7 separate regions of the Mus musculus genome follow, and all the other regions are linked to region 1. A link is a contact called in public HiChIP or PLAC-seq and promoter capture Hi-C data. All regions are on one chromosome and are shown on one strand. The core of a region is the stretch at or near the end of the contact, and the rest is flanking DNA. Distances in the headings are between cores, read along the strand shown.

Evidence for each region. Promoter capture Hi-C pulls out the DNA fragments that hold promoters and counts their contacts. HiChIP or PLAC-seq counts read pairs in DNA pulled down with a chosen protein or histone mark.
Region 2: a promoter capture Hi-C map of liver shows a contact between it and region 1, with 2.0 times the contacts expected there. The contact joins the promoter of Xbp1 here to the promoter of Ascc2 in region 1.
Region 3: a promoter capture Hi-C map of liver shows a contact between it and region 1, with 3 times the contacts expected there. The contact joins the promoter of Osbp2 here to the promoter of Ascc2 in region 1. A contact is called at or near these places in 2 of 39 promoter capture datasets (both in liver).
Region 4: a promoter capture Hi-C map of liver shows a contact between it and region 1, with 7 times the contacts expected there. The contact joins the promoter of Pes1 here to the promoter of Ascc2 in region 1. A contact is called at or near these places in 7 of 39 promoter capture datasets (the 3T3-L1 cell line, the C10 cell line, hippocampal neurons and 3 more) and 2 of 115 datasets of contacts at active chromatin or transcription factors (double positive thymocytes and embryonic stem cells).
Region 5: a promoter capture Hi-C map of liver shows a contact between it and region 1, with 4 times the contacts expected there. The contact joins the promoter of Sec14l4 here to the promoter of Ascc2 in region 1. A contact is called at or near these places in 3 of 39 promoter capture datasets (the SN4741 cell line, hippocampal neurons and liver) and 1 of 9 other capture datasets (adipose tissue).
Region 6: a contact with region 1 is called in an H3K27ac HiChIP or PLAC-seq map of extraembryonic endoderm stem cells, with 7 times the contacts expected there. The contact joins the promoter of Mtfp1 here to the promoter of Ascc2 in region 1. A contact is called at or near these places in 1 of 39 promoter capture datasets (embryonic stem cells), 2 of 115 datasets of contacts at active chromatin or transcription factors (acute myeloid leukemia and extraembryonic endoderm stem cells) and 1 of 9 other capture datasets (liver).
Region 7: a contact with region 1 is called in a promoter capture Hi-C map of liver, with 5 times the contacts expected there. The contact joins the promoter of Sec14l2 here to the promoter of Ascc2 in region 1. A contact is called at or near these places in 9 of 39 promoter capture datasets (the 3T3-L1 cell line, the SN4741 cell line, embryonic stem cells and 3 more), 6 of 115 datasets of contacts at active chromatin or transcription factors (astrocytes, embryonic hindbrain, fetal liver and 3 more) and 2 of 9 other capture datasets (embryonic stem cells and liver).

Annotation. Positions count from the first base shown.
Region 1 is chr11:4,635,529-4,639,775 of GRCm38.p6, reverse strand. It overlaps Ascc2 (activating signal cointegrator 1 complex subunit 2), which reads right to left and starts at 2,026. Exons shown (of 20, transcript NM_029291.2): 1 at 1,954-2,026.
Region 2 is chr11:5,518,326-5,522,572 of GRCm38.p6, reverse strand. Xbp1 (X-box binding protein 1) reads right to left here and starts at 1,932. Exons shown (of 6, transcript NM_001271730.1): 1 at 1,373-1,932; 2 at 554-650. The coding sequence starts at 1,578.
Region 3 is chr11:3,862,002-3,866,248 of GRCm38.p6, reverse strand. It overlaps Osbp2 (oxysterol binding protein 2), which reads left to right and starts at 2,346. Exons shown (of 14, transcript NM_152818.3): 1 at 2,346-3,016. The coding sequence starts at 2,382.
Region 4 is chr11:3,961,715-3,965,961 of GRCm38.p6, reverse strand. It overlaps Pes1 (pescadillo ribosomal biogenesis factor 1), which reads right to left and starts at 1,987. Exons shown (of 15, transcript NM_022889.3): 1 at 1,902-1,987. The coding sequence starts at 1,925.
Region 5 is chr11:4,029,689-4,033,935 of GRCm38.p6, reverse strand. Sec14l4 (SEC14-like lipid binding 4) reads right to left here and starts at 2,154. Exons shown (of 12, transcript NM_146013.1): 1 at 2,037-2,154. The coding sequence starts at 2,090.
Region 6 is chr11:4,093,653-4,097,899 of GRCm38.p6, reverse strand. It overlaps Mtfp1 (mitochondrial fission process 1), which reads left to right and starts at 2,469. Exons shown (of 4, transcript NM_026443.4): 1 at 2,469-2,684; 2 at 3,384-3,511; 3 at 3,867-4,099. The coding sequence starts at 2,618. It overlaps Gm51935 (a long non-coding RNA gene), which reads right to left. Exons shown (of 3, transcript XR_003949843.1): 3 at 3,158-3,246. Sec14l2 (SEC14-like lipid binding 2) reads left to right here. Exons shown (of 12, transcript NM_144520.2): 12 at 1-861.
Region 7 is chr11:4,116,838-4,121,084 of GRCm38.p6, reverse strand. Sec14l2 (SEC14-like lipid binding 2) reads left to right here and starts at 2,356. Exons shown (of 12, transcript NM_144520.2): 1 at 2,356-2,460. The coding sequence starts at 2,407. Gm51934 (a long non-coding RNA gene) reads right to left here and starts at 2,736. Exons shown (of 3, transcript XR_003949841.1): 1 at 2,125-2,736.

The DNA of each region.
Region 1 (4,247 bases), core at 777-3,276:
AGTCCTCAGAACAAGAGCACTCTTCTCCTAACTCTCACTAGGGTTACAACAGTGGTCCTTTCCTCATAGGTAGACTATGCTAAGACTTTACAATTTCTCCAGGCTTCAAAGGACATGACAAACTAACAGAAGGAAGAGAAAATCCTTAGAAAGCTGACAACGTAAGATCCCTTCCACAGGGGCCAAACTGGTTTCAAAGCCAGGAGTTGGTCAGCTGGGTACAGCTCAGTGATAGAACTTGTGCTTACCACATGCAAGTCCCTGGGTTCAAGCTTAAATGAATGAATGAATAAATAAATAGGAAAGATGGTCACAGAGCAGGCTGGGAGACGCTCAGTCAGCGTTGTCCAGACCGCACAAGCATAAGAATCTGATTCCCAAAGCTAGGAAGCAGGATGTGATGGTATATGCTTGCAATCTCGGCACTGGGAGAGTAGGAGGCGTCAGGACAGTCCACCAGGCAAGCTCCAGGCCAGTGAGAGACTTGTCTCAAAAGAAAAGCAGATGACTTCTGAGGGACAACTCCAACTCCCGAGGTTGACCTTTGACTCCACACATATGCATTTGTACCCACATGTATGTGAACCCGGGATACAAAACCAAATGAGCAGAGCAGCTCGTCAGTGTTCCCACCCAGTGTTCTCTTTTTTTAAAATAACACCTTGGCCTTATCCACAGGAAGGACATGTGTATTGGGCCAGCCATGCAATGGAGATCAACGAACCCTTTCAAAAGGCATGCCAGCAAAAGAGCATATGACACACATGAATACATCAAGGCTAGGAGGAGGAAGTCACTATGTCCTCACAGACAAGCTGAGGATATGACCAGCTATTTCTTACCAGGTGATATAAAACATATTGACAAGTCAATATGTCTGGCCCAGCCCTGGCAATATAAGACATATTGATAAGACAAGAGCAGCATGTTTGTTAGATACTGAGTGCTCTTCTAAGTGCTTTTCTTGGCATTAACATAATTTTGTTTTCAAATACTAGGAAACAAGGTCTTGCCATATAAACTGGCTCTTAACTGTAGCAATCTCCTGCCTCAGTGTCCTGAGTGCTGGTATACACTACTATATGCAACATCACACACCACTCTTTCCTCGCATTCATTCATATATATATACATATATATATATATGAATCAATTAATTAATTAATTTTGTTACATCGTAGACAGGGTCTCATGTAGCCTAAGCTGTTTTTGAACCAATCTTTCTGACTCAACCTCCTGAGTGCTGAGATTACAAGTATGTGTCATCACATCTGACTCTAGATGCTTCAGTCCCAACTATGTACGCAGGCACTAGACTTTGAGTTTTAAAAGGACCAGGACCGGTGTGCACCACTCTACAGTCTATGCTGGGCAAAGCAGCAGAGGCCAATCAATAGTTAACTGTTTCCGGGTGGACGGGTGGAGGGTCGTGATATAATCAACAGTTGTAATATGCCAGAGAGCATCTCGGAGCTACTGTTGCTTTAGTTTCTCTATCAGAAAACCTTCTCTGGTCTTCTCCCTGTAGTCTCTCTCCTTGTTACTCACTGTCATATCTTTAATGTGTAACTGTCTCCTTCCTCTAGACTGTAAGCTTCACGAGAGCAGAGCCTCGTCTGTCCTGCTCTTTGTACCCTCTGCGCCTAGGTCTGTACTAGGCACGTGGCTGTCGATCAACAAATACATGCTGAACAAATGAATGAACATGGAGGAAACTGAAGCTTGGGAGAAGGTGGTGGGGACCGGGGATCGTCCCAGGTCTCTCTAGGACCAAGCCTTAAAATGAACCGGAACTCCAGGCTCTGGTTCTCCAAGTGGGGGGAATCACAGCGGCTGGGGCAGTGTAAGCCTGGCTCCGCCGCGAAGCCCGTGGGCTGGAGGGTGCCGAGGGCGCCCGAAGCACGGTCCTGGCTCCTCCCGAGCACCACCGGTGGGGCCCCGGCACGTACTTACCTCCCCGGCTCCACACCCGAGATGTTCAGCTGCAAAACACCACAGCTTCCACAGATCCAGCACTTCCGGGGTCAAACTGCGATTCCGTAGGCGCAGAAAGGAAGCCAACCTGCTCTGCCTGGCCCCGCCCCCGGCGCCAACTGTGGAGGTGGGGAATGCCACGGCCACGCCCCACAGAGACGACCCCGCCCCCTGGAGGCGCAGGAATTTGACCCTGACCACTCCCTCTTGGTGGCCACCCTCCTGGGTTAAGGCAATCCAGTTTGGGAAGCTCTCAGAAATCCAGGCTTCCACCCTACTCAGTTACCAGTTTTCAAATTTAATCCAGAGAAGTTTGAACGAGTCAAAATCACAAATGTGACGTTGAGAGAGCAGAGGAAGGCAGATGAGCTCGTATAGTTCACTTACCGAACGCTCTAAAACAGTTAAAAATGTGTAGTTATGGCTTTTGATGGTGGTTACTTCTTAGGTTAGTAAACAGGAAGATCCCACAAATGAAAATGGAGGTCTTCATCTTGGCGGTGGCCACATACACAGACGGACAGATGGGTTTACTTAGGCAGACTTAGCAAATTGTACACTTAAGATTTGTCCATGTATTTAGCCGGGTACACTGTAGGCAAGCTGACCCAAAACTCACTGTGTAACTCAGTATAGCTTGGAACTGATGACTATCCTCCTGCTTCAGCCTCGCAGATGCTGGAGTTAAAAGTGTCTACCACATGTTGTTTAAATCAGAAAGGCTGAGTATAGCTATTTTAAGAACAGGATACATTTTTTCCAAAGAAATGTCTCAGATGGTGAAGAGCTAGTGGCTCCCAAGGCTGGATAAGGATCATCACAGAAAACTAGTGGGTAATAGCCAGCTGCTGCTGCTGGTGCAGCCTGTAATTCTAGCCCTTGGGAGGCTGAGGAATGACTGAGGGTTCCAGGACAGCCAGGGCTATACTGTGGAAGGGCTCACATTGTCAGGAAAACAAGCAAATAGTTGTGAAGTAATGGGAGAGATGTTAAGCGGCTGAATTAGTGGGTAGATGGGCTCTAAACCAGAAATGGGAGGAGTGTGCTAATTGGTTATATTTCACCACGAAAAAAGTTCTCACAGACTTTGCAGCTTATTACAAAACAGCCCACATTTTCTTTGATTAAGAATCTAAACCTGACTGGGTGGTGGTGGCACAGGACTTTAATCCCAGCACTAGGGAGGCAGAGGCAGGCTTATCTCTGTGAGTTCAAGGCTAGCCTGGTCTACAAAGTTAGTTCCAGAACAGCCAGGGCTGTTACACAGAAACTCTGTTTTGAAAAACAATAAATAAACAACGGATCTAGGCATGACTTAGCAAGTCCTGTTTACATCTGAGTGTCCCACAAGACTTCAATCAAGGTATCAGCCAGGGTTGGAGTCCCAGCTGAAGGTCCAAAAAGAATTTGCTTCCAAATTCACAAACCATGTCCTGTCTGTCTGTCTGTCTGTCTGTCTCTGTCTCTGTCTCTTTCTCTCTGTTTCTCTCTGTCTGTCTGTCTATCTCTCTGCCTGCCTGTCTGTCTGTCTGTCTCTCTGACAGTGTTTCTCTGTGTAACTCTGGCCCTCCTGGAACTAATAGTAAACTGTAACTAAGTTTATTAACTAATAATAAACTGTAGGCCAGGTTGGCCTTGAACTCAGATTTGCCTGCCTCTGTCTCCCAAGAGCTGGGATTAAAGCTGTGTACCATCACTATCTAGTTTGCTCTTTCTTTCTTCCTTCCTTTCTTTTCTTTCTTTCTTTCTTTCTTTCTTTCTTTCTTTCTTCCTTCCTTCCTTCCTTCCTTCCTTTCTCTCTCTCTCTCTCTCTCTCTCTTTCTTTCTTTCTTTCTTTCTTTCTTTCTTCTCTCTCTCTCCTACCCTCTCTCTTTCTTTCTTTCTTTCTTTCTTTCTTTCTTTCTTCTTTCTTTCTTTCTTCTTTCTTTCTTTCCTCTCTCCTACTCTTTCTTTCTTTCTTCTCTCTCTCTCCTACTTTCTTTCTTTCTTTCTTTTTTTTAAAAGATTTATTTATTATTTATTATATGTAAGTACACTGTAGCTGTCTTCAGACACTCCAGAAGAGGGAGTCAGATCTCGTTACAGATGGTTGTGAGCCACCATGTGGTTGCTGGGATTTGAACTCCGGACCTTCGGAAGAGCAGTCGGGTGCTCTTACCTGCTGAGCCATCTCTCCAGCCCCTCTTTCTTTCTTTCTTTCTTTCTTTCTTTCTTTCTTTCTTCTTTCTTTCTTTCCTCTCTCCTACTCTCTTTCTTTCTTTCTTTCTTTCTTT
Region 2 (4,247 bases), core at 683-3,182, 880 kb before region 1:
ACCACTCGCCTGTATAGAGAAAGGAAACTAGCAGGGAAAATGTATAAATTTGGAAAGTGTATTACAAAGTGAGGTGACCCAAACTCAAACCAGGGCGCACGTGCGCATATAAATGGACGTAAATGTGGCAATGCCTAGAAACGCTAGAAATAGCTAAAGTTAACTAAACTTAACTTAGAAACTAAAATAACTCCCCAAAGGGTAAAAGGATGCCGGGGTGGAGGGGCACAAAAGGGCACTGACAGCAGAAAGGATACAGAGGGTGGGAGGATTGGGGGCGCGCGGGGGGGGGGGGATCCCAGAAGGAAGGGCAGCGTTAGTGAGCCTTTGGCAAAGACAGGCGGCGCTACAGCTTAAGCAACCAATGATCTATCCAACCTGGCTAATCTCCGAGGGGAGGGCAGGCCAGGGTGAGTCACGTCTGCTTTCACGGCCTATCTGCTAGGCTGGTTAAACTTTAAATGGCACTTTGGGTTGTATTCTAAAGGGCTGAAGCAGTTTAGGATGGGCCCTGATATGGATGGGATGAAAGCATGGCCTGAAGTCCCTTTACCTCTTCTTCCAAATCCACCACTTGCTGCTCCAGCTCGCTCATCCGGGCTTTCTTTCTATCTCGAGCAGTCTGCGCTGCTACTCTGTTTTTCAGTTTCCTTGGGGAGGAGACAGGGAACATAACTGAGTCATCTCCAGCTTTCATGTGTCTTCATTTGTAGACGTGGCCAGCTGGTGCTTTCGTTGACTTTACAGAATAAGGCTTAGCAAGTAAACACGCTTAAAGCTCCTATCAAAACGCACACGCACACGCATACACACGCTGCTTTCTATCCACAGGCCTTGAAGACTTGCTTGATTCTCTCCCGTGCGGCTGTCCACCCGGATCTCATTTTACCACCGGGCTGATACATTCCCGTTGCGTCATATGCTTCTTCCCTCCTCCCCCGCTACTTTCTGGGTCCAATTCCGTCCCACAGGCTCCTTGCTAGAGCGATATCCGTGAAGGCGGCGGGGACGCTACCAACTGTCCCTCCCCAAGCCAAACTCTCGGGATGCCGGACGCTGTGGACTCGGTTCCCAGGGTGGGGTTCCCAAGTGGCTGCAATGACAGCTGGAGCGGTTCCTACCCTACGACCACAAAGAGCGAGCATTTACAGAGGACTGGGCGTCGGGCACCTTCTTCTGTGCCTGTGTCGGGAGCTCCTGCACACACCCCCGACGCAGACCTTCGGAGGGGCATCCCCCTCAGCTCCGCTTCCCAGGTTAGACACTAGAGGTGAATCTAACCCACCGTACGGAGCCCACCAGCTGGCACACACGAGAGAGTCCCAATCCCAGTCCTGCCGCCCCGCGCCCCAGCCTTGCCCGCCGGGCCCACCTCCGCAGCGCTTTCTCCTCCGGGCTCAGGTGCGTGAGCCGCTGCCGCTTGCGAGCCTGCGGTGTCCCGCTCGCCTCCGACCCTGCTGCCCGCGGACCGGGTACCATGAGCGGCAGCGCCCGGCCGCCGGAGGCGGGCTGGCCAGATAAGAGTAGCACTTTGGGGGCCGCCGTGGCCGCGCTCGGCGCCGCTGCCACCACCACCATAGCCAGGAAACGTCTACGCCAGCGCCGCCACCGCCCCGTGGCCTCCTGCCGCGCCCAGCCTTTCTAGGGTCGTGGCCGTCCGCGATTGGCCGGTGCTCCGTGACGCGCGGGTATATTCATCACTTATTGGTCCTGTAGTCCCGGGGGCGGGCTCAACTCGGGCGGGGTGAGTGTCCAGCGTGGCTGCACAGCTGTTCTCCGCCGTGCAAACTGGGCCTTAGGGTGGATGGACGGTGGCGACCACTGGTTGCTGGAGTCCAAGGATCTTCGGCAGACGTCCCCACCCCGGCTGAGGATTGCCAGGCTGTCCTCTCAGGCCAGATTTCCAGACCGAGTCTCACGGTTTTACCCTAGCCCGACCCCATTTTAATGTCCGGCGCTACGTCCCCCGTCCCGTCCCCCCCCCCCCCCCACTTCCCAGTACAGCAGAAAATTGAACTGGTGGCATATCCGGCTTAGGGTTAGCGGACACACACACACACCTGGGAAATTTTCACAAAATGAGTCTTTAGAAAATGAGATGATTGCAAAACTAAATGTAGCAGGGTAGTACTCACTTGTAATCTCAGCACTTTATTGCCAGTTTGAGAGCAGCCTGGGCTACATAGGGAGGTCTAGCTAGGCCAGCTGGGGCTATAGATCAAACCCTATTTCATATAAATTAATTGATATAAATTAATAACTTTAAAAGAAAACACTAGAGCCTTGGCTAGCATGTAGTAAGGGATTAGTAAATAAAGTCTGCATAGTGAGAATACATGTGGTTTCGTTTTTCTTCTTATTTCTGATCTCTTCTGGTATGAGCTTTTATCACTGTTGTCTTTGTTTTGCTGTGCTGGAGCCAGACCCCAGAACCTAATGCTCTAGCACTCCACTATTCCCCTTTACTGTGGAACTAGAGATACCACTGAGCTATATATACCTCCAGACTTTAGTATTCCTTTCATTAGGGAATGGGAGTGAGGAGGGGGTGGAAATAGGTTTCAGGGGATGGGATGGGGTGGGGGAGAGTGTACTCTTCTATTGCTTTCCGCCTTATAAGAGTCAGTGCACTTGAAGCTTGCCCCTGAGGCTATGCTGGCTGGCCATTACACCTCCATGGTCTGCTTGTCTCTGCTCTCTGCCACTGGGGTTACGATCAGGCTCAGCCTTGCCAACCTTTCACCTGGGTGCTGGGCGTTTTTCACCTACACAGCCACCCCTACATTAGTATTTTTTTTCCTTTTCCTATTTCCAATAATTTATTTTTTATTCACTTTATATCCCAATCATAGCCCCCTCTTCCTAGTCCCACCCTTACAAATCCCCCCCCCCCATTGCTCCCTCCCCTTCTCCTTAGAGAATACCTCTTTGATACCACCCTACCCTGGGACATCTAGTCTCAGCAGGACTAGGTACAACATCTCCCATTGAGGCCCAACCAGGCAGTCCAGGGAGGCGGAGGGGATCCAATGGCAGGGAACAGAGACCAAGATAGCTCCACTCCACTTGTTAGGGGACCCACATACAGACCAGGCTGCACGTTTGCTACAGATGGGGGTGGGGGGGATAAGTTCAGCTCCTGTAGGTTTCCTTGTCAGTGGCCCAGGCTCTGTGAGCCCCCATGGTCCCAGGTTAGTTGACTCTGTATGTCTCCTTGGGGCATCCTTGACCCCCTTCCACTGCTCAGTTCTATTCCCATCTCTTCCACAAGACTCCCAGCTCAACTCAATGCTTAGCTGTGGGTCTCTGCATCTGTCTCCATCTGCTACTGGATGAAGCCTCTCGGAAGACAGTTATGCTAGGCTCCTGACTGCAAGCTTAGCAGAGCATCATTAGTAGTGTCAGGGATCCGCTCTCTCACATGGGATGGATCTCAAGTTGGGCCGGGCATTGGTTGGCTATATTGGTCTGCTCCATCTTTATCCCTGCACTTCTTATAGGCAAGGCGATTGATGTCCCCTTCTCTCCTCTAGAAGTCTTGCCTGGCTACAGGAGGTGGCCACTTCAGTCTCTATATCCCCCTCTGGTAGGAATCTCAGCTAGGGATACCCCCATAGACTTACCCTCCTCCCTGCCGCCCCATCCAAGGCCTCCAGCTCATCACCAGAGAACACAGCATCCTCACCCCCAGCCCTCTCCCAACCACCCCCATGCATCAGGTTGTTTTGGTTTTGCTTTTTTTGAGGTTTTTTTTTTTTTTTTTTTTTTTAGATTTATTCATTTTATGTATGTGAATACACTCACTCTCCAGATACACCAGAAGAGGGCATCGGATCCCATTTCAGATGGTTGTGAGCCACCATGTGGGTGCTGGAACTTGAACTCAGAACCTCTAGAAGAGCAGTCAGTGTTCTTAACCACTGAGCCATCTCTCCAGACCCCACATTAGTATTGTTTTAATAAGGAGAAAATAAAATGTTCCTTGTGAAAACAGAGCCAGGCTTTACCCTGGATCCCTTGGCCTGTGGCAAAGTCACGCAGGAGGCTAGAACTGGTTGTTTTGTTGGTTGCTTGAGTTTTTTGTTTTGTTTTGTTTGTTCTAAACCAGCAAAGTTTGGTTTTACCCTAGATCTCTGATCTATCTAGGTTCTGGTTCTTGGTCCCCCAAGTCATCCAGGGAGGAGAGCCAGGCTCATTTGGAAGAGGAGGCACCCGTTGGCAGTAAGAGAGCAATTTAGACCAAGATA
Region 3 (4,247 bases), core at 1,097-3,596, 770 kb after region 1:
GCCCATCACAATAGTGATTATTCTTACTGATGCTCAAATTGTTTCATTTGGATTATAAGTGGTACCTCTTTCCAGCCTAGCAAGGCTGGCTGTGACCTCCCGCCACTGCTTAGCGGAGCCACCTGCTGTGCTGCTCCTTTGATGTGCCATTACCTGCCCGAGGCCCAACCTGCCTGAGGCCGAACCGGTTCTCTTCCAAGACTTTCCGGAGTTAGCACCGAACTTTGATCTTCATCTTCGAAAGTTCCCACTAAAAAGCTGACCTATCTACTTCTAAGGAACTTGCTTGGCCAGGGACGGGCCTCCCTTTTTCTTTATAAAGCGTGTTTGCTGACATTAAAATTGAACCTTGAGCCGAGCCTTGTCTTGGTTCCGTCCTTATCTCGCGCAGCCTAGCCCCTCTTCTCTTCCAGGTTTCCAAAGTGCCTTTCCAGGCTAGAACCCAGACCTGTGATCTGCTAGCCGGACACAACATATAAGGTCATGTTTAAATTGACTCCTGAGTTCTTTGGATAAAACATGTTAACACAGTAGTCCTGAATGACTCTTTGCTTCTGACTATGACAAGATCTTCCAGATAAGTTCATCTATTCTTTCCTCCTTTTATTTATTTATTTTTTAAATGTGCATGGCTGTTTTGCCTTCCCATAGATGCCCATACACCACATTTGTGCCTGTAGAGGCCATAAAAGGGCATTGGCTCCCTGGGACTGGAGTTGTAGATGGTGTGAGCTGCAGTGTGAGTTCTGGGACCTGAATCCCAGGTCCTTAGCAAGACTGGCCATCGCTCCTGCTCCGGGTGGCTCTGTCTATCTTGTGCATTTCCTGCTCCAGACTTGGAGTTGACATTTCTTTGGGAAAGATCAGAGATTTTAAAGTTTTTCTTTTTTTTTGTCCAGAATATTAAGAGTGAAAGCTCTGGGCCAGGTATAATGGCTCACGTCTGTAATCCCAGAACTCTGGTTCTAAGAAACAAACATTTCCAGATGGAGACCAGCCTGGACTACATATAAAGACTCTGTTTCAACACACTTTATTTTAAAAGATTTATTTATTTTATCTTATGTTTATGAGTATACTGTAGCTATACAGATGATTGTGAGCCTTCATGTGGTTTCTGTTCTGGGAATTGAATTCAGGACCTCTGTTCACTCAGGCACAAAGATTTATTTATTGTTATATGTAAGTACACTCTAGCTGTCTTCAGACACACCAGAGGAGGGCATCAGATCTCACTACAGATGGTTGTGAGCCACCATATGGTTGCTGGGAATTGAACTCAGGACCTTTGGAAGAGCAGTCAGTGCTCTTACCCACTGAGCCATCTCACCTCCTTCCCCCCCCCCCCCACTTTAAAAATGAAAATAAATTTCCCTTGTTTCTAGAAGCTTTGGTTTCTCTAGGATAAAGGGCATTCCTTGTGGTGGGGTGTGGGGCAGCTGTTCTGTGTCCTGCCCTCCTCTTGACAAAACACTGAGCTATTAGCTATTTGCCAGACAAGCTGTTCTCCCTGGTTTGGGTCTTTGTACACAGCGGTTTCTCCTTGAAGGTCTTTCTTGTTTCTCTAACTCTGTAGACCTTGTCTCTTCTGTGACTCTTGCCCAAATTTGGTAGAACTAATGACAGGCCTGTCATCTTAGGTAGCTTGGCAATTTGTTTCAGGAGTCGAAACATCTCGTTAAGAATTTATTAGTTAGCTTCCTTCCCTGAGGGCTGCACACACATCTGACACGTGCATGCACAGTGGCTGCTTCCCAAGCTTGTCAACCTTGCTCTCATCTCCTGCTCTGGTCGCTGACAAAATGTACCACAGAACTCTCTAGTTAATAACTCAATGATGCTCTCGGAGCATCTACTCTGCCAAATGTGCCTCATATGCACCATCTTATTACAGCCTTTGAAGGAGGTATTATCTTCATTGTATAGATGAGCCAACAGAAGTTTGTGGAGTGGCTACAGTTCCCACAACTAGGGAGAGGGCCTAGGCTGGATTTCCTCAGGTCGGACTCCCAGGGTTTGAGATTTGCTGTCCACGACCCACCCATTGCTCAGAGTTGCGTGGCGAGCGCACCGCGTGGCTTTCATTCACCATTGTTCTCCCAGCGCCTGGCACAGGAGGGACAGCAGCCTGAAGCGTGAAGTGCCTTCCACGTCGTCTGCCTAACTCTTGGCCCACGGGGTTCCTTCCACCTTAGCCAGAGCGGCGGAGGGACCCACGCGCACCCGATCTCTGTCGCTCACGTGAGGGCTCCACCCATCCCGTCCACTCCTCCACCAACCCCGCCCGGCTCCGCCCCGCCACTCCCTCCGAACAGGCCCCACCCACTCCCGCCCCGCCCCGCCCCCACTCCGCGCTCCGCCGAGCTCGGGTCCACAGCTCTATGGGGAAAGCGGCCGCTCTGAGCCGAGGCGGCGGCTGCGCTGGCCGCTCCCGCGGGCTCTCGTCGCTGTTCACGGTTGTGCCCTGCTTGTCCTGCCACACGGCGGCGCCGGGCATGAACTCATCCGCGTTCGGCTCAGGACCAGCGTCAAAGCCTCAGCTCCAGCCTGTGCAGGCACCAGAGCGGGAGTTGCTGTCGAAACAGGTGTGCCAGCCAATTTCTGAGCCGGCGTCGAGATCCGAACCTGGGTCCCAGACGACGTCTGTGCCAAGGCCTTCAGGGGTTGGGCAGGAATCGGAACTACAGGGCTTGTGGCCGGGGTCAGAGAACGGCACAAGGTCTGTGTCCATCATCAAAGCTTCGCCAGAGCTGGCAATGCCGTCCCCGCTGCAGTCAACAGTAGGGAGTTTGCCCGTCACCAAACCCGAGTCCAAGCTGGTGCCAAAGACCCAGTCTTTTCTGCGACAAGGACAGGCGAAGATTTCTGTCGGGACTCCGGTGTCAGGGATTGGTGTCCAAATGGTCTCACCACCTCTGGACAGCTACAAGGGTTGGCTCCTCAAGTGGACTAACTACCTGAAGGGCTACCAGCGCCGTTGGTTCGTGCTCGGCAATGGCCTGCTGTCCTACTACAGGTACGGAAGTACCGAGGTAGGACATCTGTGGTTGGAGGGTGGTGGTGGCCGGCCTCGACTGTGGGGTGGGTGTCACCATAACCCTTCTGAGATGTTTGCATGAACTTCTGTAGAAGTAATGCCTGTCAACTGCCAAGGGAAGACGTGACCTGTGGACATGGCCTCTGGCAAGCTTGAGTTTAAAAGGATGAGTGGGGAGATGGGTGGAGTAGGTCTTTTGTTCCCCTCCTGTTTTTGGTGGTCATGGAACCAGGGGCTGCGTCTGGTTCACTGTGTTCATGGAGGGAGGCAGCTAGTGAACCCCTCTCTTGGGAAGGACTGTGGGTCCCACCTCCCGTGGTTACTTCATTTGTTTCCTACCTTTGCTGACACCTGCTGGTGGCCAGGCCTTGGGCTGGGACTCGCTGACCCACAGATAGAGCAGACATAGTGTGTACCCCCTGGGACCCCAAGTTGACATTTTGCAGCAGATAATGCTTTCCTGTTCCCTTGCTTATTCCAGAAGTAGCTTGGGTTTCGGAGCTGCAGTAGAGACAGAGCTGGCACGACCTCCTGCTAAAGCTGGACTTCCTTCCCTTTCTCACTAGCTGTTTCCTGGGATTGCAAGCTTTGAGATCTCAGGCCGCTCTAGATGAGAGCTTCTCAAACTAAGTGGGGTTGCTGCAGCAGTGTCTAGGTCTCCCGCTGAATCCCTCCTGAGATAGGCCTGAGGAAAGCACCCGAGGGATGGCTTTTCTAAAAGTTTCCGTGTGAGGACTGTGAGGCTGGTTCAGAGTCAACTCTTCAAGAAGGCCTTCTTCACTGTTAGACAGATTTTCCCACCATGTTGTTGGCCAAAGCTTGGGTTTCCTCCGCTAATAGTACTTCAGGTTCTGCTGAGCCCTTTGGAGACAAGGCGCCTGGTGCAGAGGCTTGCTAAGTGTGGTATGGCTGAGAATATTCGTGCTCCACTGGTTAAATGTGACCCTTGCACCAAGTTGAGAGTCAGGGGCCTTGTTCCCTTTCAGGTGGAGGAGAAGCCAAAATGAGTCTGAGTTGCCCTACTCACGTAGTGTCTCAGCTGTGACCCAGAACACAGGGTTAGCACACCAAGCAAGCAATAGGAGACCCTACCCAGATGGCGGTTTTAATCTATATTAACATACACTCCAGCTAGGCAACGCTCCTATCCAGCTATGCAATGACAAGGACTTTTTTGTGATTTGCTGAGTTATTTTTCATTTGGAGGCAA
Region 4 (4,247 bases), core at 738-3,237, 670 kb after region 1:
AGTCTCTCAACATGGCTGCCTAAACATAAGCTGAACAAGGACAACAGACTTGCTAACATGGATAGAAGAAAGGCCAAGAGATGTGAACCCTACAGGCAACCAATACTGTGAGTGGGAGAAACAGTATTACCCAGGGAAGAACAGACCAATTAGCTATCCAATACCAAACAGTCAACCCTGACGCTGACACACACTGACTGACACACACACACACACACACACACACACACACACTAGTATATAGCAGGTGTATTTATGTATTTAGGAACATATATATACTATGTTATATAAAAATCATTTTAAAAAGAGGCCATGAATTTGAAGGAGAGCAAGTGAGAATATATGGAAAGGTTTGGAGGGAAAGGGGGAATAATGCAATTATAGTCTCAAAAAAGTAATTAAAGGGGCTGGGGAGATGGCTCCGTGGTTAAGAGAACTGGCTGCTCTTCCAGAGGTTCAGAGTTCAATTCCCAGCAACCACATTGTGGCTCACAACCATCCATAATGAGATCTGATGCCCTATTCTGGCATGCGGGTATACATGCAGATAGAGCACTCATATACATAAAAATAAATAAAAAATAACTTTAAAAAAAGTAATTAAAAACAACAAAGCAGATTGTTACCAGAAACTTGCAAGTCAAAGGAAAGACTTGAGCCCATCTCATCTTCTTCATTCCTATCCCAAAGTTACTTCATACCCACAGTCTCCTTACAGAAGCAAGAATAACTCAGATCAAGTCACTTACTTTCTTTGTCTTCTCCACTCAGAATAAGTTCCAGCCTCACATGATACGGCCCCAGCCTCACCTAGACAGCACCTCACTTATTTACATCTCACAGCCATGCTACTGTCTGTCCAAAACCCTGCACACCACCTGCCTCTCTTTCCTACTGGCCGTGGAATTCACTTCTGTTTTCTCTGCTAAGCACTTCTGAATGAAAAAAGAAAAACAGCAAGCTTTCACATTAATTATGATTAAGAAGCTTAAACTTGGGAAACAAGGTTGCATAGGAAGAAGAAACTGTCTCTAATCTGAGACAACAGAGCTAAAACTGCACTGACTTCTGCTTTTAACCTGCTCACCCTTTCCCCTTTTCTAAAGAAAAAAAAAAAAAAGGTCATTTTCTCCCTTGAGAATTGAGCACCACCAATATCACACGGATAGCAAGTTCCATCTGCTAAAGATAAAACTATCATAACCAGAGCCTGTAAAGGAACAAAAGGGTCATCCTAAAATATAAGATTGTGACAACGCCTAACCCCATATAAACCATCAAACACAGAGACGGCTAAGAGACGGCTGGAAGCTACAGCTGCACGCTGATATTAGTCTCTCCTTTCTCTGAGTGCCGAGAATTCTCTTAGGGGAAGGTTGGGGACCATCCACACTTCCCAACATTTTCATGCCCCAGACTAAAGTGTTCTTTAAGTACTGATTTCCACTAAAATGCTACGTCAGAAGAGGACCTACAAGACAACACTAATCGGATTAAGCGCCTGTTGATACTCTCCACTCTACTGCTCCTCCCTCCCTCCCTTTCTCAGGAGCGCACTTAAAAACCCTTAGCCACTTTATCTGAAGTTGACACTGGGAAAGCGGGGCCGCATCTGACTGCTTACTTCTCAATTCCCAGTACCTAGGACCGGGCCTGGCTCAATTAAGAAAGTCCCAAGTCTTGATAATGAATTCTACGTCCCGTTGGTCACTGATCACTCTTTTGGCGGCTCCGCCTGTCTCCACAACTCCTTCCACAGAAAGCCCGTCACAGTTCTTCCCGGCTTCCAGGGGCCTACGTGCAGAAGGTTCGCTCCGGCGGCCGTCTCAAGACTTCTCGGTCCCCAGAGGCCAGGGAAAGTGATAAAGCCGGAGCTCCGACCTCCGCTGGAACTCACTCACCTTCTTCTTCTCCAGACCTCCCATAGCTCCACGTTGAGAAATTCAAGGCAGCCAGAACACCAGAGCTACTTCCTCCCGCACGTGCCCTGCCTAGGGCCCTGAAGGACCCCACGCCGCCAGCTGAGGGCTGTCTGAAAATATGCCTGTACAAATCCAGAGAAAGTTGTGCTTTTGGCGACCTCGTTATTTACAACCAAATTCTCTAAAGCTCAACAATTGTGGTAGTTCTTTCAGTTCTTTTCTTAGTTACCAAAATCTATAGACAAGCTTTAAAGCAACATGGAAATTTAGGCAGTTTTATAAGCACCCTAGACACGGTTGTTTGAGCACGCGAGCCCCAGTGCATTTTGGGATACAGCAGGACTGAAGGGATGGGAGACAGACAGCCCGGAGCCTTCTGGGATTCAGAGAGCTCTGTAGTTTGGCCTCTAATCCAGAGATCCGCCTGCCTCTGCCTCCAGAGTACTGGGATTAAAGATGTGTGTCACCACGCCTGGCTGATGTTTTCTTTAAAAACCAAACCAACCAAACAAACAAACAAAAACAGAAATGCTCACTAAACCTAAAGCTACTAGTTTTTGTAATGCTAGGCCAGTGAGTTTAAGGGAGTTCAATTGTCATGGCAACGGTTGCTAGGCGTTGTAAACCCAGCTGACCAGATTTTGCCTTGTTGACCTTAGATTCAGCTGCACCTAGTTTGTTCAAGTTAGAATAAAATAGAGCAAAGGCCGACCTTTGACCTCCCACGGACACGGAGAGGGTCTAAGGAACTGCTTATATTTGGGGAATGAGTTGAGGCAGAAGGGACGGATCTCTGTGAGTCCGAGGCTAAGTTCCAGGACAGCGAGGGTATTGAGTGACGCACTGTCGAAACAAAACAAAAATGAAAAGAAAGAAAAATAATGGAAGGCATAGCATGATGGTGGTGCCTGTAATCCCAGCACACAGGAGTCTGAGGCTGGGAGAGCACAAGTTTCAGGCCAGCCTGTGCTAGAGATAGTGTTTCAAAACAACAAAACCAAGAAAACAAAACAGGACTGAGGAGATGGCCCAGTGGACAGAATTCCTGACATGCAAGCATAAGGATATGGAGTTCAGATCTGCAACACACACATAAAAGTTGTGCGCACATTTAAAACATATCATTCCATCTATAAAGATAATTTTTAAACTTATGAGATCTGATGATAGGTTTAAGTCAGTCTTAAAGGTGGTAATTTCATGTTTATAAAAAAGTTAAAATTTATGACTTTTTTATCAATTTCCTTTAAATTTTATTACTTTTACTTCAAAATGTTAAAAAAATTCTTGGTTTTCTGCTTAAAGTCATGTATAGCTGAAATGTAACTTTGAAAGATGAGTTTAATAAGAATGAACATTCTCTTTATCAGTATTTATAAGAGTGGTTTTGTATACTTGATACAGTAAGCATATTTATCTCTTTAAAAAAGAAACTGTGATTTCCATATGTTGAATATATATTTATACTAAAATAAAGTACCAAAATCCAAAAAAAAAAAAAAAGTTGTGTGCAGGCACTCGGAAGGCAGAGGCTGGTGAATCTCTGAGTTCTAGGCCAACCTGGTCCTCAGAGTGCGGTCCAGGACAGCCAGAGTCACAAAAGAAACCTTGTCTCAAGAAAACAAAACAAAAGTTGCAGTGGGGGCTGTAATACCAGATCTGGTAGGAGAGAGAAGGGAATCACTAATTTGGACATGGGATAATTGGATCCCTTAAGCTCACTTGCCAGTCAGCCTAGCATTACAAAAGTTAGCAGTTTTAGGTTTAGCAAGCACTTCTCTTTCTTTTAAAAAGGGGAAACATCAGCTAGGCGTGGTGGCAAACACCTTTATTCCCAGCACCCTGGAAACAGAGGCAGTAGGATCTCTGAGTCCAGGGCCAGACTAGTCTATAGAGTTAGTTCCAGGAGAGTGGGGGCCATGCAGGGAAATCCTGTCAAAACAACAACAACAAAAACACTAAAACAAAACAACCAGTCAACTTTATTCATACACATCTGAACATATAGTGAGAGGCCAAACCTACTCCATCTTGGGCCCAGCCTTCATCTTAAAGAAAAGGGAGCCTGAGAACATGACCTGCAGCAGAGCCCAAGCTGTACCCATGTACCAGGAAGGACCCCACGGCTTGCTGTTGGCCAGAGTCACTCCCTAGCTACTCCCTAACAACAGTTAATCAAAGATTAGTCGGTTTCAGATGCATTTTCAGACCATTTGTGATTGTATACGGTCTTTCTTCAGAGCACTAACCTGTTGGCTTATAGTCACTCTATGAGATGCTTGCCAGACTTGACACCCCCTCCCTCATCCCTCACTTGCTCCTATT
Region 5 (4,247 bases), core at 905-3,404, 610 kb after region 1:
AGGTCATCCTACCTCTGCCTCCCCAGGGTTGGGATTAACGGTGTATGCTACCACGCCAGGCTAATAATGATAATCCAGCAGAGGATGACATGGGACTGCATTTGGCTTTGCTTACACAATTAAAAATATGTGAAAAAAAAAAAAAGGCCAAACGTAAAGGTAGAAATTCCTACACTGTAGCAAGGGGAACATGAGCACTTGGGGCCTGATGATGCACGATGCCGGATACTAACATTTACAGCCTAACACCTAGAGGCCAGTCTGGAAATAACTGGTGCTCTGCAGTTTACTAAAGCCAGCCTCGGTGCAGCTGATGACCCTGCACAAGTAGCCTATGAGATGACTAAACTTCCAGTTAGCTGCTGTGACAGACCGGCCGACACCACCTGAGTTGGCATGGTCTCTTCTCTGGGATTATCACTGTGCAGCTGTGCATTTAACAACGTCTCCTTGGGCTGCAGAGATGGCTCAGCGGTTAAGAGAACTGACTGCTCTTCCAGAGGTCCTGAGTTTAATCCCCAGCAACCACGTGGTGGCTCACAACCATCTGTAATGGGATCTGATGCCCAATTCTGACATGCAGATAAAGTGCTCCTATACACAAATAAATAAATCTACAAACAAACAAACAAACAAACAGACCCCCCCCCCCAAAAAAAAAACAACTTCTCCTCTTTGGCCTTTTTGTTTTTTGGTAAATTCATAGCCGCCCCTCTCTGCCATTCCGTGTGATGTTCTCGGGTGCACACAAGCGGTAGGTTTGAAGCCTGGCTCCCAGCAGGCAAAGGGAGGATTCACACCAGAAAGCAGCTGCATCCTCAGGAGCCAAAGGAAATTTTGTCAGGGGTGGGGGTTGGAGGGTGTGAAAGGGGCCAGTGCCCTGTAAAAAACAAAGCTATACCTATCCTCCCCTCCAGGTGACTTCTAACTCAGCCTGGAGAGAAGCCACCTTACAGTGCCACACTGAAGACTGTGTGTCTGAAGTGTGACCACAGTGGCCCACCCTAGCTCAGGAGGACTCTGGAAGGAAGTGATCCGGGGCAAGGCAGTACAGAGCTCTGGGCCGTCCTTAGCCTCCCCCTCCTTCCTCCTTTCTCTTCCTATATGTTTTAACATAGCAAGCATTTGTTACTTTTAGTTAGTGGAGAAAGTAGGAGTGGCTGGTGGGGTTCTCTATCATAGTCCACTCCCAGAGACCATGTTTCCAGTTCCAAAAGAACTCAGGAGGCACCGGGTGCCTTCTGAGACCATCAGCCCTGGGAGTCTCATCAGAGGGTCCTTCCTGTTCCACTAAGGACCCCTTAATGGCTGAATCTCCAGGTCCCCTCCTTCACCCAGGATTCTCATGTCTCCCTGTAAGGTTCTTCCGCATGGGAGACACTACAAAACAAGCCGTTCATCTCTTGTTCCTTGAGACAGTGTCACTAAATTCAGGCTGGCCTTGAACCCACAATCTTCTGGTCTTTGTCTCGCAAGGCTTGGGATTCCAGACTTAAACACCTTCAGTACCTGTCACAATTCTTAAGCTTCCCCTTCAAACGAGGTTGAATGAGAACCTGGATGGGACTCCCCTTCCTCATAGCCTTTCCCTTCTCCAGGTACAGCCTGCAGGAGGCTCTCAAAAATCAGACCCCTAGCCCCTCTATTTCTCTGTCATAATTAAAAGTAAACAAGTAAGTCTGATAGGGAGAAGACTGGGAACCCGAGCAACAGAAACCAAACCAAACACTGTTGCAATCTGGCAGGGATCTCCTAATCTGCCTGGCAGAAGTCACTGGCCTGGGAACAGAGGCCAGGGATGGGTGGTGGGAGCTGTGCTGGAAGGCTAAACTTGCAAACACACACACGCACACGCACACACGCGCACGCACACACACCGGCAGTTGCTCAGAGGTAGAGAGAGGTCCTAGCCCAGGTGTGCGCGGGAGGCGCTGGCTTCGCCAACCAGTCCCTGCATAAAGCTGTAGCCAATGCGGGCCGCTTGGGTTCTGCTTGGCTCCCGTGCCTTCCCTCCCGCCTCACCCCTCACCCCTTACCCTGGCCAGAGCCTCCTGCTGCTGCGGGCTCAGGTCCCCGACTTGTCCTCTCATGGTGCTCTCTGCTAGGCCTCAGCTGCTGCCACCTTCACAGGGCTTTACTTAGCAGGTCTGCTGCTGATCCCGCCCCAAGGGAGGCCCGCCCCAAGGGAGAATCCCTGTTCCTGCCCCGCCCTACCCAGTGCTCCCCTGTTTTTGTTTTTCTTTTGTTTTGTCTGCCCCAGGTCATCAAGCCTACCTTAAGGGGACAGAGAGGTGACCAGATCTCAAGAGGTGTCCTGAGAGTCTGAGGTAGCAAGTGGCCCTCACCTCCAGGTCTTCACGCGCTTTCAGGGGGTGGGACTGTAGGTGTGTGGGGAGTGGGTGTTAAGAAAGTGCTCACCTAAGGACAGGTACGTGGAGCACACACTTCCGGAGCCAAGTGGGAGTTGAAAATGTCACCACTTCTGAGTCCTTTTGCCCAAGGAGAGCCCAGCCCCCCTCCCCCGACCTTGAACACAGGCTGCGCTCCACAAATGTTTGCTGGCCAGGAGAGCCCTTATTTGCCAAATGGCTCCAGACCTCTAGAAGTTAGGAGGGATTAGGTAAGACCATGTCTCCTGTGTTAGCAGAATGCCTGGCACGGCACACACAGTTTCAACACTCTATGAAGGCCGTCAGCTCAGGCGGGAACTACAGGATGGCCCAGGGGTGAGCCTCTGGGAGGTAGAGGGTGGGAGGCAGCCACACTGAGTAGGCTGACCTCTCTGGGTAGGATGAGAAAACACAGGCTGCCTTGGCATGAATTTTCTGCAAAGCAGGTGGCACCTGAGCAGGGAGGAGATAGTGAAACAGGCCACTGACACCTTTCCCCTCTGTCGTCCCATGGATCAAATTAAGTTTTAGGTAGGGGGTGACCAAGCAAGGGCTCACTGTCCTTTGGACTATTGTCTGTTGGAGATGTGGTTGGTCAGGAACAAGTATGGCCTGTGCTAGGTAGAAACGGCAAATCAGATTTCAATGACTTAGCACCAGAAACAGTAACTATTTTATTCAGTTTTCCTACTGATACATGTATGTTCATATTATAACTTCAGATATTCTGAAATATACAAAATACACTTTTAAAAAAAGACAGGGTTCTTACGTAGGCCAAGATGTTTCAGACTCACTGTGTAACCACGGAGAATCTTGAACTCTTGATCTTTCGGCTTCCACCTCCCCAGTGAAGGGATTACAGGCAGGGGCCATCAAGTCTGGTATTCTGGGTAATTTTATATAAACTTGACACAAGCTAAAGTTATCAGAAAGGAGGGAGCACCTTTGAGAAAGCCTCCATCAGATTAGGCTACTGGCAAATCTATAGAACATTTTCTTTTTCTTTTTTTCTTTTTTTGAGACAGGGTTTCTCTGTGTAGCCCTGGCTGTCCTAGAACTCACTTTGTAGACCAGGCTGGCCTCAAACTCAGAAATCTGCCTGCCTCTGCCTCCCGAGTGCTGGGATTAAAGGCATTACCACCATGCCCGGCAGGACATTTTCTTAATTAGTGATCGATGAAGGGATGGCCCACCCCCTTGTAGGTGGTGACAGCCCTGGGCTGGTGGTCCTGGGCTCTATAAGAAAGCAGGCTGAGCAATCCAGAGCAAGTGAGCAGTCAGCAGCATCCGCCCATGGCCTCTGCACCAGCTCCTGCCTCCAGGCTCCTGCCCTGTGTGAGTTTCTGTCCTGACTTCCTTGAACAGCAGTGTGGAAGTGTAAGCTGAATAAACCCTTTCCCTCCCCAAGCTACCTTGGTCATGCTGTTGTGTCTCAGCGACAGTAGCCCTAACTGGGACACCTGGTTTATATGGCTCTGGAGCTGGAACACAGGACAAGCCTTCTACAGGCTGAGCTATTCCTCAGATGAAAGGACTCAGGGTGGACTCGCACAAAGTGCATTTATTTTATTTTTTCATAGTTTTTATTTTTTGAAACAGGGTCTCACTACGCAGCCCTTGCCAACCTGGAACTCACTGTGTAGACCAGGCTGACCTTAAACCCAGAGATCCTCCTGCCTCTGCCTCGTGAGTGCTGGAATGAAAGGCCTATTTTGTAATCGATAGATTTTCTTCTCTAAGGCAGTTTTAGGAGTCAGTAGGGGTTAAGAACTGTAAAAGGACATGTCCCTGGCTGTGGTTTCAGAGGGAATATTTTCACTGACCTACAAACCCTCTATGTTCTGCTTATTCTTT
Region 6 (4,247 bases), core at 1,220-3,719, 540 kb after region 1:
ATGGTTGCAAGGTAGCAGGCCACTAGATGTGATGGGTATCCAAAGCTCTTTGAAACTTTTTGTCATAAGCCTTGAGTCTCTCGTCCCCCCCCCCCCCCAATCTCAGGAGTAACCCAAGTCAGCACTGGAAGGAAGGCTAACAGCCCCCCCCCCCAGAACCTCATTAACTCCTGGGTTCCACTGGCTGCCTGTTTAAACCCTCCACAAGCACAAGGGTAATTAATTTCAGGGATCATAGATAGGAAAGGACCAAGGAGGCGGTGGGTGGGCCCCAAGCCTCTCACTAAGTAACCCTCCGCTTGAGCAGCCCTACACAAAGATGACAATTGGGGCTGAGACAGCACTGAGTGCACTTCCCAGTCCAGTCTCCCACAGTGCCTGAGAACCAGTCTCCTGACAGGAGCAAGGGCTTGGTGGGCCCTTCTCTGTGGAGGCGTGTAATAGCAGCAGTGGCTTCCTCTTGCCTGGGGATGCAGGTAGCCAGGGTGGGCGGTTTCCCGGGAAGGTAGCCATAGCTGGGCAAACATTTGAGCCAGGGTAAAGAGGGGGGCCAGGCACAGGTGACCTTGCAATAAAAAGCTCTTGACCCCACACAACTTGAGAGCCAGGTTACAGGCTGCCCAGAATTCAGGAAGGATGCCCCAGGCCCTTGCGGGGTCTGCCTTTTCCTCTGAACGAGGCGTTGGCCCAGCCTCGTCTCAGGAAGCGGAGGGAGCTCTGGGCAGGTGCAGGGATGGCAAGCAGAGAGGGCCGAGGCTACCCAGGATCTAGTCACACATCTCAGGGGCACAGCCTGGCCTTGGTTTACAATGCTGTTAGGTACATTAACCAATGAATAAAGTGATCAATTTTCAAAGCAAAGAGCAGAATTCATTGCCCATCGCCGGCTTCCTAGCGGTCTCTTACATTAGACCCCAAATTTTCAGATGCCAAGTAGCAGGCTAAAATTACACACACACACACACATGTTCTGTTCCTTTCCCCTCTACTCTCACGACACTCGGACACAGGCACGCACAGAGAGACAGTAACGTCCCTTTCCTCTCCTCTCGCGACAACGTTCTCCGAAGTCCTAACAAGTTGCCTTCCGATTGGTTCAGCCGGTGAGCGTCGTCCGCCATCTTTGTTCAAGGCATTCGGATGCTCCCGAGAGCCTTCACGGTGAGGGCGGAGGCCCCGCCCCATTCGGTGGTTCCAGACGGGTTGGGCGGTTCTCCCGCGGTGACCGGCGCAGCGGGTACTAAATGGGAGGGAGGCCGAGGGTTAGCGTCACGTGGCTTTAGGGACCGTCTCCTAATTCCGCTCCAGCACTCTACCTTCCCACCCGCGCCGGGCTCAGTCCCCGGTGACCCACAAGTTTCAAGAAGACACGGGCTGAAAACACTGGCTTCCGAAGGGAGTCGGTATACACCTTTCGGATCTAAAAAAGCTAAAAGAACTGTGCAAAGCTAGATAAGACCCTGTTCTTACCTAGCTGGATATTTTTTGTACTGTGTAGCCTCCAACCAGGCCTGAAACTCCCTGTGTAGACAGGGCTGGTCTCGAACGCACATAATACTACCTGTTTCTGCCTCCTACATTCTGAGATGAAAGCATGCAACACCATGCCTGGCTTATAAGAGATTTAAGGCCATATTTATTTGAATTTATCTGTGTGTCTCATGTGTGAATGTATAGGTGTGTGTGTTTGGGGGAGGTGGGTGCTGCCTGTGGAAACCAGAAGTGTCAGATTCCCCCGAGATGGAGTTACAGATGGCTGTGAGACACCCGTGTAGATGCTGGGACTGGAACTCCGGCCCTCTGGAAGAGCTGTAAGCGCTCTTAACCACTGAGCCATCTCTCCATTCTCACCCATTTTGCTTTACAGACGTGGTCGTTGGGACCGGGGTGGGGAGTGGGGGGAGGGGCGGTGTGTGTGTGTGTGTGTGTGTAAGTGGCTTACATCTACTAGGCGGCCCAAGTAGGATTTGTCTCTAGGGGCCATAGCATTGCCCCTCTGAAATCCCAGAGGATTCAGAGTGCTTTTGCCCCTTGTAATAACTCCCTAGCTCCCTTTTCCATTTTAACAGTTGCATGAGTCAGGAGAGTGGCTGTCCTCTTTGTGTCTCTATTTCCCTACTGTAAAGTAGGACCCTACGCTAGTGCCAGAGCTTAAGGAAGCAAACTTGAGTCTACTGGACACATGATGACTGTTATAATTAATTAGTCCTTGCGACTGTCTAAGGCAGTGAATGTTGGCACGCCTCCCATTTACACACGAACCGCGGCTCAGAGAAATACACCTTTCCTAGAAGCCGCACACCTAAGAAGATTCCATTCTCCGATTGGAACTCTGACCTATTTAACTCCAAAAACTAGTCATGTCTGGGAGAGTTTTGCATTAACTGCTCAGAGAAAACAAGACCATCTGTCTGCAAAACCCAAGCCTAGGAGAGGGGCTTGGATGTTGTATAAGGCAATTTTCAGACACTCCCTGCAGTGGCGTTAGCGATAGCGGGACCCGTCCTTCAGCCTCGGACTACTGGCGGGTTCTTGCCTGGTGTTAGCCAAGTGCTAGTGGAGACACAGTTGTGGTGAGACTCTAATCTGCAGCGACTCCAACCTTGCCGGGGAAGTCATGTCGGAGCAGCAGCGGCAGGGCGCCGAGCGCGACCTCTACCGGGACACGTGGGTGCGCTACCTGGGTGAGCGTGGGAGTGACAGACGCAGCGACCCCACCACTCCGGAGGGGCTGGGGGCGGGGGGGGGGGGGAAGCAATGGACCGGGTTGCCGATCTGGAGTCTGAAAAGGGGCTTAGTTCTTATTCGGCTTGGCCTGGAGACAGGGCTCAGGAGAAGGCTAGGGACTTGTCCAAGGTCACACAACCCTGTTGGTTCAGATCTGTCCACGGGGCTCTTCTGGAGGCACAAACCGAGTGTGTGGGTTGCCCTCTGCCATGACCGTGCACTAGCCATGGCGTCAGAGGATCTGGACTCCTAGCAAGTCTGCCTTTCCCAGGCTCTTCCTAAGCTTCAGTTTTCTCTTCTGTAAAAAGGGCTGAATGCGAGGCACTCCTGTCGGGTGCTGACTGTAAGAGCGGGCTGAGGTAAGGCCTTAAAAGACCTGGCACTTGATACTGGTCAGTGGAGCCCACCCTCAGTGATTCGGTGGCCTCCGGTCGCCTCCCTGGTGCAGATCCCCAGAACCACGGCTGGGGACTTTGATCAGTGAGCCATGAACTTCATTGTCGGTGTCAGTCCGCGGGCCTAGAAACCAAAAGGTAAAGTTACTTGACTGAGGTCACCTGCCGCACTGTAGTTTAAGAGGTTAGGGTTAGAAGCAGCTTTCTGTGTAGCGCCCCCTTGTGGAAAGGGCCAGAGAGTTAAATGCCTTTTCCCTCCAGGCTACGCCAATGAGGTGGGGGAGGCTTTCCGCTCGCTGGTTCCTGCAGCTGTGGTGTGGTTGAGCTATGGTGTGTCCAGCTCCTATGTCCTGGCCGATGCCATAGACAAAGGCAAGAAGGCAGGAGAGGTGAGTGTTAATTAACCCTTTCCAACCCATCCTAGTGTGGGTGGTATGCAGTCTTGCAGTGGGGACAGCCCTATCCCCGTTAGCGTCTCATAGTGCAGTCCATAAGCTAATCTTGTTTGTAGGATTGTTCATCCCCACCCGACCAAACCATTTGGGTAGGAGGTGACAGTTGGTACCTCTCCTGGATGTGGGCAAATCACCCCCAACCCTGAATGTAGTACAGCCCAGTCCTCCACCCAGCTGCCTTCTACCCTACTACCTCCGCATGTTCTTCCTCCTTGGTCCACCGGCATGCTTCTGTCTATAGGTTTCCTACCTCTGCCCCAGCTGGGCTAAATGTCTTTGTACCTTTCAGGTGCCAAGCCCTGAAGCAGGCCGCAACACCAGAATGGCCCTGGCTGTGGTCGACACCTTTGTGTGGCAGTCTCTGGCCTCTGTGGCTATCCCAGGCTTCACCATCAACCGTCTGTGTGCTGCCTCTCTCTATGTCTTGGGTACTATGACCCACTGGCCCCCGACTGTCCGCAAATGGACCACCACCACACTTGGACTGCTGGCCATCCCCGTCATAATCCACCCCATCGACAGGTAGGGGCCTTTCTGGTCTCAGGGACCAGTCACTCTGCAGGTAGAGTTAGGCTGTGAACTGTGGGCACAAAACCGGGGCAGCAGAGGCAGGGTTGAAGTAGAGAGGCCATCTGTGCTCTTATCAGCTAGAGCGGCAGAGCGGCAGAAA
Region 7 (4,247 bases), core at 1,107-3,606, 520 kb after region 1:
GGCCCTGGGAGGCTGTAAGGCTCTTGAAGGCCTCACATCCAGCGAGGAAGGCAGCTCTGCCCTGTACCAAGCCAGAAGCCAAGTGACCAGGGACACCTGCACTGCCTAGAAACTCTGCTGAGGTCAGCCTCTGGGCCTGCCAGCCACATGCTACCCCTCCGCCCACCCTTCATCAGATCAGGAAGCCACACTAGGGGCACAGCAGGGTCCTTTCCTATGCCAAGAACAGGCCTATTGCCACCTGCCTTGTTTCTGGGTGAGGAGAGACAGGTGGGAGACCTGGATTTGAGGCAGCTGAGGTTTACCTCTGCATTAATGCCAGCATGAAGGAGGGGTCCAACTGATACTTTCCCATCGCCCAGTACCCTACATCTGTCATGCTATTGCTGACTTTGGGCAAGCCATGGCCTCCTTGAGCCTATTCCCCACCCTGGCCCCCATCCCTGCCGCTGTGCTGTTAGGCGAGGCCACATGAGCTTTGTGAGATGGGGCTGACTTCACTTTCCTTCCAGACCACCCCCAGCACAGAGCGTCAAGACCCTCCCCTTCTGTCCCCCCTGCTTTCCCCTCCAATACTTGTCATTCTTTGAGCCCAGGCTGGCCTTCCTACCTTAGCCCTGAGTGCTGTATTACATATGTGTTCCACCATGCTCCATCCATGTTTATAGGAGCAGGATGCAGGGTTTGTAGGACTCTGATAACTGAAGCAAGGCAGTGTGTCCCGTGGGTCTCACGGTCTAGAAGGTCAATGTTCCTAAGGAAGGTCGCACCAAGGTTTTAGGCACCACGTGTCCTGCCCCACCCTGGTCACTCTGCTGCCTCCACATCTCTGACTGTAGCTACACTTTGCACCTGCCACCAGAACTTAGCTCAGGCTACTGTGCCGAAAGAAGTTGAGGATTGTCTTCTTCTTGGCCATCTGCCTTGCTCTTGTGTTCTCTTTAGTAAGTTTGGGACCAAAAGGTGGTGTCTAAATATTCCTGGGTTCCAGAACAATGCCTCCTGCTTGGCATACAGTAGGAAGACAAAATGGCCCTGGCCCTGTGACCAGGTATCACCATGGAAGTAAGATCAAAGTGGCGAGGGCTCTAGCAGGAGAAGGCTATGAACTCTATTGTGTGAGCCAGAAGTAGTAACTGGGGGGCGGGAGGCAGTCTGATGGTATAGGCTGGACAAGAGGCTGCTAGGCTACAGCTGTCAGAGTCCACCCACTCACTAGTCAAACTTGTCACTAGCGGGGAGTCCGCAGGCTCTTGGCCAGAGCTGGGAAGCAGATAAGCACAGCAGGGCTGCTGTGGGCTCTGGCTTCCAGTGTGGTTTCCTCTCTGTCTAGCCTACGGCCAAGATCTGGCTAGGCAGCCAGCAATGGACAGCAAGGAGGTGGCCACAAGAAGTCAAACCTGAGAATTGTGTACATTAACTTCCATTAGCCTCCTGCCCATGATCACCCTCGGTTAGAGAAGAAGCAACAGTGCAGTGAGGCAAAGGACCCCGTAGACACCCGTGGGACACGGGCCCTCAAACCTGAGCCTCCTCACTTCCACAGAGGAAGCAGAGCATGCCAACTGAGATGTGAGAGCTTCAGGTGTGGCTCCCAGAGAGCAGGGAAGATCAGACGCAGAGACCTGGGTCTTAGTGGGGAGGCTGGTCTTCCTTTCTCTTCAGCTAGATGCCATGGTCTTTACCATGCCTGCTCTGCAGGTAGAGGGAAAAGGCTGTCCACTCCATTTGGTTTATTTGTTTGTATTCTGGGCTTGCCTCAAGCCCAATAAATAAGCTAAGGGTGATCAGAACTTCTGCTTCTCCAATGCTGGGATCTCAGGTATGTGTTGGAATGTGCCACTATGACCATGCAGTGCTGGGAATCCGACTTAAGGTCGTGCGCGTAACTCAGTGGCAAGCCTTCTGCCACTGAGTTACATCGGCAACCCTGGGGGTCAACTCTCACTCCCAAGCAGAGCTGGTAGTAGTGACCATAAGCAGATGGCAGAGTGAACACCACAGTTCCTACAGGCAGAAAGACGCTTAAGGGGCATCCCTTTTCAGTGGGCACCAGAGAGCTGTCAACATTTTGGGGTAAGGAAAGCTATGAGAGCAGCCCGGTCCAGCCTTGTGGAGTCGCACCTTAGAAGACGTCGTTTGCTAGAGCTTTCCAGCTTCCTCTTGGTTAGGATGAGGATCCAGACCCAAGTAGCTCCTCAGGTGTATGAGCAAGCATTCTGGCTCCAATCCAGGGCCTCTGCGCGTCTCGCCCCGCCCCTCGGGCTCCTTTAAGAGGCGGGTCTTGGCCGCCAGCCCCGGGGCCTCGGCCAAAGACTGGGACTTTACTCCAGCGGCTGCGGCGGCGGCAAACGAGTCGGAGCTCCATCAGCTGCCGCAGGCACCGCGCCCCAAGGCTGAGCCACGATGAGCGGCAGAGTCGGTGACCTGAGCCCCAAACAGGAGGAGGCACTGGCCAAGGTGAGCTTGCTCTTGGTCTGTCTGTGGCCCTCGCTCCTGGCTGAAAAGCGGCTGTAAGGGACTGTCCTCGCGGGCGGGCGACTGATCGCCCCCGCTTGGCTAGTGCCCAGCGGACCGCTTCTCCTTCAGGGTGAGGACCTCGGGAAGTTTGGTCATCGCGATCTTCAGCATGAGCAGCCCCAGAGGTGCCCCCTTGGGAAGAAGTGGTTGCTTGGAAGCCTTGGGAGGCAGCTGAGGGCACAAAGGCAACATTCATCCTCCGGGCTGGCAGGGACTGGTAGCAGGGCCGTGGGACAGGGGCAGGGCCCCAGGTTTCCTCCCATTTCCGGGAGGTTTTTCTCTTTTGGGGCAGTGGCATATGGAAGGGTCCCTGACAGTTCCTTGGCAAACTCCCCCTAGCTCTTTCAAGGCACTAAGTCACTGTGCGACCTTGGGCCAAACCCTGTCCTGTGTGCTGTGCTCTTCGATGAAATTAGAGGAGTTGTCTGTCGGGCACCTCTTGTGTGTGAAGTCTAAGATGTCCGGGATTCACTAGGTTGGAATCCTTTCGGAGAGAAGAGCTCTCCCCACCCTGGCAACCCAGACCCTTGCCTGAACTTAGTGATGCCACTCAAAAGGAAAGGACCTGACCAGGCTTTGCCTTGGCACCTGGGCAGACAGGGACTTATCTACTCCATTCAAGTTCGGGAGCTGGCACTTCTGGCCAAAAGACTTTATCTCCTCAGTTGCACGGGATCAGAATTGATGGGGTCCAGCCCCAGTGTTCCCAGTTGTGCAGTTTCTTATTTATTCCAGAGTGTGGCAGCAGATGTGGCTGCTGTGTGTGACTTTTTTCCCATGCCAGGTTTGCTGCTGACGTGCAGGCTAAGTCTGTTGGGCATAGGTTTGGTGGGGATTAAGCCAGGGGCTAGGTGAGGTCCTTGGTGAAGGGTGGCCTTCTGCTTGTTGTTTAGATGACCATTGTCCTAACTCTGGGAGCTGCTTTTGGGGGATGGGAGGGTCTGATTAGACCTAGCTGACCTAAGGCAAAGGGCAGAGGTGGCCAGTCCTCATTGGTCCTCTCTGGAGGTGTCCTACAGGTCAGTAACCAGATAAAGGTCTCTGCTGTTGTAGGAGGCTTGGGGCTGCCTGTTTACTACTGGGTAGTGAGAGATCAGGGATAGGGGTGGCTATCCTGGGTCACTGTCCACCTCCCTTGGTGGCTTTCCTAGTATGTTTCCCTTTTGTGGCCACCTGCAGGAGCTGTCTGCTCCATCATGGTTGTCCACCCCCCTCCCTTGGCTTCTTTTGTAGTCTTTCAAACTAGCTCCACTATCATTTTTGAACAAAGTCATTTGAGACTACCAGCTTCCTTTCCTTTGTTCCCCATTCCTTTACCAAGGCGGCAGGAAGGCTGCAGAGGAAAGAGCCTGGATCTGGACTCACATCTGCATCCAGATGTTGGAAGTGTTGCTGAGCCTCTTTGTCTTTCATCTCTCCATCTGTAAAATGGGGACAGCGACACCTCTAGGGGCTCTGGGAGAGATGTAAGACTCTGGGAGAGTGCCAAGACCAGTGCTGTACACATGACAGGTGCTTGGCATACAGACAGCGTTTGCTGTGGCATGGCCAGAGTGCCTGCTATCTCTCACTGTTGGCTGGGAACACACCCACTTGCCCATCAGATTAGCAGGGAGATATGCTCATAAGTGAGGCAGGGCAGTGTCCTCTTCCCTTTCTGTGCCCTCCTCTCCTACCCAGCTCCCCTTGCAACACAGCCAGTGTCTACAATCGTTGTAAAGGAGGGC